Regions from separate parts of the Hordeum vulgare genome. Here region 1 is linked to region 2. The links are chromatin contacts, called in public Hi-C maps. All regions are on one chromosome and are shown on one strand. Each heading gives the region's core, a stretch centred on a gene start, on an enhancer-like site or on the middle of the called end of the contact. The rest is flanking DNA. Distances are from core to core; before and after follow the strand shown. Region 1 holds the start of LOC123402993 (serine/threonine-protein kinase BLUS1). Region 2 holds the start of LOC123402833 (transcription factor IBH1-like 1).

Region 1 (2,700 bases), core at 91-2,590, 640 kb after region 2:
AAATTTTTAGAGCGCAAATAATTTTTTAAATCACGAACATTTTTTGAATCTTGAGATTTTTTTTTGGAAAACCCCGAACAAATTTGGAAACGCAACCAGATTTTTAAAGCACGGACATTTTTTTGAAATTTGAGAACAAATTTTGAAACCGAGAACAATTTTAAAAAATCCTAAGTAAATTTGGAAGCGCGATTTTTTTTAAAGCACAATTGTTTTTTGAATCTCGAGAACAAAATTTTGAAATGGAGAACAATTTTGAAAAACCCCGAACAAATTTGGAAGCACGATTTTTTTTGGAAGCATGAACATTTTTTGAATTTTGAGACCAAATTTTGAAACCGAGAACAATTTGAAAAAATCCTGAACAAATTTGGAAGCGCAGACAATTTTTTAAAGCATTAACATTTTTTGAATATTGAGAACAAAATTTTGAAATCGAGAACAATTTTGGAAAACACCGAACAATTTTGAAAGTGGAAACAAAATTTTAAAGCATGGACATTTTTTGAATTTTGAGAACAATTTTTGAAACCTAGAACAATTTTTAAAAATCCCGAACAAATTTGGAAGCGCGGACAATTTTTTAAAGCATGATTGCTTTTTGAATCTCGAGAACAAAATTTTAAAACGGAGAATAACTTTGAAAAACCCTAAACAAATTTGAAAGCATGAACAAATTTTTAAAGCACGAACATTTTGTAAATTTTGAGAACAAATTTTGGAACCAAGAACAATTTGAAAAAATCCTGAACAAATTTGAAAGCGCATTTTTTTAAAGCATTAACATATTTTGAATCTTGAGAAGAAAAATTTGAAATGGAGAACAATTTTGAAATCCCTGAAAAGAATTTGGGGTGCGAACAATTCTTTAAAGCATGTTTATTTTTAATCTTAAGAACAGATTTTGAAATCGAGAACAATTTTGAGGATCCAATTTTTTAAAAAAAATCCGAAACATTTTTTGAAAGAGAATGATAAAATAAAAAAAAAGAAACAGAAAACAATAAGGAAAAATGAAAAAGGAAAAAAGACCGGTTCAGCGAAAGTTTTTCAAAACCAGAAAAAAACGGCTGGCGCTGCAACCGGCCGAGCCCTCTGTCGCTGTGTGCGAAGCCCTGACACGGCTTGACACAGAGCGGCGAATAGGACCGAACCGACCGAGTGGCGCGCTCCCTCCGTCGCCCGCCTCCCGCTCCCGCTCCCGCTCCCGCCACCCCGAAACCCAATTCCCTCCGCAACGCGCGACCCGTCGCACGCCCGCATCCCCCTCCCTCCTCCTCACCTCCCCCTCTCCCGCCTCCACCGCCCCCCAATCCTCCCGCCCGCCCCATCGCGCGGTCCTATCCTAGGGTTACGTCGACGGTCTCCGCCCCGCGCGCGGCTCCCGCGAACCTCGGCCCCACCGTCGTCGCGCGCGTCGATCGGATCGTTCGCTCGGGGAGCTCGCCTCGGGCGCCGTCGGGTCCCGGAGCCGCGGTGGCGGGCGATGGTCGGGTCAGGGGGCAAGCATGCCGCCGGCGGGAGCGGCGCAGGGGAGAGGCGCAGGTACCCGATCCGCGCCGAGGACTACGAGCTGTACGAGGAGATCGGCCAGGGCGTCAGCGCCATCGTCTACCGCGCGCTCTGCAAGCCGCTCGCCGAGACCGTCGCCGTCAAGGTGCTCGACTTCGAGCGCACCAACAGCAACCTGGTAACAACAACCGCTAGCTACCGCCCGTCCCCCTAAATCGGCCTTTGAATTTGTTTTGCCGGCCCGCGCCCCATAATTCCGGTTCCGTTCGTCCATGTTTGTCTGTTATCTCGCTGTGCAAGGTAAATTACTCGAGTAGATGATCCCGGTCACCCATGGGACGTATTGATTCTTCGGTCATACTCATGTGGTCAGACGAACCTGTCGGACAAGTAATACGTGTCAGTAGGCATTGATAATGTTGTGCTTAGAAGAATGATATGCTTGGATTCATATATATATATATGGATAAAGAAGTTTGATAGCTGGAATTGGGTTTATGTCAAGCTGTTGCGTACATGTGATTATATGAATCTGAACCGATTGGATAATATAGGCCAATCACAATGGTGCAAATATGTCACGTGGAGGGAATCAGATACGCTCTTTATATTAGTTGTATTGGCTTGTAGCATTGCTAACAACTAGGTGTAGATTGTGACAAGTCCTTTTGTATGCTTGGATTCATATTTGTGGGATAATGAAGCTTTTTGGCTGGAGTTGTTTATGTTAAGTGTTGAATAGATATGATATATGAATCTGAACCGGCTAGCATTGTCTTCTGCAATCTCTAGTTGTATTGGCTTCTAGCATTGTCTTCTGCAGTTTCATGGGTCCTATTCTGTTTTATGTCCCTCTTCACGTCATGGAGCATTTTTGTTTCGAAAATGGCCAACACTGGTGCTTGTCTTGGTGCAGAACAATATCATGCGTGAAGCTCAGACAATGATTCTTATAGACCATCCTAACGTCGTTAGGGCACTCTGCTCATTTGCAAATAACCAAACGTTATGGGTAGTTATGCCGTACATGGCTGGAGGATCTTGTCTTCACATAATGAAATCAGTCTACCCAGATGGTTTTGACGAAGCTGTCATTGCAACAGTGCTCCGTGAAGTTCTAAGAGGTTTGGAATATCTTCATCATCATGGGCATATACATCGTGATGTCAAGGTAAATGCACATTCATA
Region 2 (2,700 bases), core at 93-2,592:
TTTCTACTAGTGCTTTCATTCTCACAAAGCACCTAGGAACACGTACTAGAGCTAGCTCTTCACGAAGAGCCCGCGTCCCTTATCTCTCCTTTTCTCTCTAATCTAACTCAGCAAAAATATACTTCCTCCGTTCTAAATATAAGTCTTTTTAGAGGTTTCATTAGAAGACTATATACAGATGTATATAGACACATTTTAGAGTGTAGATTCACTCATTTTGCTTCTTATGTAGTCTTCTAGTGAAATCTCTTAAAAGACTTATATTTATAAATGGAGGAAGTAGTATTTTAATGCTTACAGCCTGCTCACTGTACCTTATTGTACTTGCTCTAACTTCATGTGCAAATTAAGCCTATAACTACGGACAGAGATATACTACCACATGCATGTTCTGCCTGTAGATTCACCTATAAGAGCAAGTACAATAAGGTACACTCAGCAGGCTGTAAGGATTAAAATACTATATTTTTACTGAGTTGGATGAGAGAGAAGAGGAGAGAGAAGGGAAGCGGGCTCTTCGTGAAGAGCCAGCTCTAACACATGCTCCTAGGTGCTTTGTGAGAATGAAAGGTGGGCCATATATAATAAAAATAATAGTCTTTTATATCTAACTATTATACAAGCTAGCTATAAGATGAGCTTATAGCCAGCAGTTGGATATACTATTGACCATGCTCTAACTCGTAGTGCTGGGTAGCCTTCCGGTGATATTTCCTTCCTTCTTCTTGCTTCCCTCCGACCTCTCTCCGGCGAACCTCTTCGCCCTTCTCAAAATCTAACAAAAGCTAAAGTCAGTCGACTGACATTCAGCCATTGTGATATCAATTAGATGAGCCGCTAGCTGCATGTGCAAATGAAGCCAGCAGATGTACTCCGTTTTTAAATATAAGTTTTTTTTAAAATTTTCATTAGAAGACTACATACAAGACAAAATGAGTGAATCTATACTTTAAAATATGTCTATATACAACCGTATGTAGTCCCTTAATGAAACATCTAAAAAGACTTATATTTAGGAACGAAGTGAGTACATCATGTGCTATACGTAACGTACGTACGGTCCCGCGGTTGAGCACTCTTGGGCCACTGACACTGAGTGAGATTCTCATGGACGCATGCATGCATGTACCTGGCACAGTACACACAACAATCATGTACCTCCGGCGTATACATCAGCCTGCGAGTGCACCACGTACGGTCGTCGTGACACGTCGCCGAGTGGTCGCTGCTAAAACGTACGTGCGCCGAATGTGGACGACGTGGGGCCTCGGACCCGACCCTTGCCTCTATCATATCATGTGGCCATGTGCATGCACGTGCACTGTCCCCTCACCAACCAATCAAACCTCCATCCATCGCACTGCTGCACAGATGAACACACGATCGTATCTCTCCTTTCCCTCTCTCCCCAACTCACACGCACCAAATATATCTCCTCCAACCACACCTCATTAGCCTCCAATCCATGCATATATATGTGTGTGTGTGCGCACATACACTGACGCATACTACACACGATCGACCTTGTGCTCCACACGACAAAAGCAGCACACGCACGGCACACACTACAGTTCATGCCAGCTTCGTGATAAGGTTTGTTGTTCCCTCGTCATCGCCGGCGGTTTGTTCGTTGTAGCTTTAGCCTGGCTACCTTGGTGCCGTCTGTTTCGGTCCCTCCCTTGTCATGCAAGGCTCGATGCAGTTCAAGCGGGCGCTGCTCAAGAGCCTGCTCCTAGGGCTCCGGGAGCGTGGCGTCGCGTCGAGGGAGATGGGCTTCCTCGAGAGGAAGCGCGCCATCCGGCGCGCCGCCGACGCCGCCCTCGCCTCCGCCAGGGGCGCCGACGCGACGCGCTGGAGCCAGGCGCTGGAGACGCAACGTCGGCCGTCGACGAGCAAGAGGATCTTGAGGAGGTGCCACCGGCCGAGGCCGAGGAAGGCCGGCATGGCGGCGAGGTCTTGGGCCTCGGCCGGCGTCCTCGCGAGGGCCATGGTGAGGAAGAGGACGCAGGTGTTGAAAGGGATCGTCCCCGGAGTGGAGACGGTGGACGACGAGTGCACGCTGCTGGGTGAAGCCATTGACTATGCAGTGTGCCTCAAGGCTCAGGTCGATGTAATGCAGCTTCTGTTGAGGGTTCTTCAAGCTCCAAAACAATAGCTTGTGGGTCTCTCTTGCGTGCGCGTAGTTCGTGGAGATGACGCTTGTATTATAAGATACCAAAACCTTCTCTACCTTCGTTCCTCAGCAGCTCACAGCATGCAGTGACAGAGGTCATCAGCGATGATAGATGTGTAATATTTTTAGTATGTCAAATTGTCAAGAACACTATTGTGTATATAGCTATATCATGTTTCATTTTCTCTAGAGTGTCCACACTCGGTCTGTTCAACAATGCATGTCATATACGTGAACATGAGAACATCAATTGTCTTTTAATATGAGCATGTTGGTGAAAGAAAGATATGGAATCCGTTGCACTCCCGGCTTGAATTCTCGATGAAGATGCGGAGTTGATCAACCATATAGAGTCAGTATAGGTTTCCTATATATTGTTGTCCATATGGACTCCCGGTTTAAACTATGTGTTGCTAGCCGGATGATAATCCTGATTCACTCTCCTCATTTGTTGTGCAAATTGTCAATGTGGAGATATCTAAGGGTGTCAAATTAGGTATATCGAAAAATCTAATGCAACTTAGATT

Evidence for each region. Hi-C and Micro-C count contacts between places; a contact is called where the count stands out from the background.
Region 1: a contact with region 2 is called in a Hi-C map of seedling, with 1.8 times the contacts expected there. The contact joins the promoter of LOC123402993 here to the promoter of LOC123402833 in region 2. A contact is called at or near these places in 2 of 6 Hi-C or Micro-C datasets (leaf and seedling).

Annotation. Positions count from the first base shown.
Region 1 is chr6H:535,870,288-535,872,987 of MorexV3_pseudomolecules_assembly, forward strand. LOC123402993 (serine/threonine-protein kinase BLUS1) reads left to right here and starts at 1,341. Exons shown (of 20, transcript XM_045096968.1): 1 at 1,341-1,690; 2 at 2,429-2,683. The coding sequence starts at 1,487.
Region 2 is chr6H:535,229,532-535,232,231 of MorexV3_pseudomolecules_assembly, forward strand. LOC123402833 (transcription factor IBH1-like 1) reads left to right here and starts at 1,343. Exons shown (of 1, transcript XM_045096790.1): 1 at 1,343-2,390. The coding sequence starts at 1,685. The coding sequence ends at 2,155.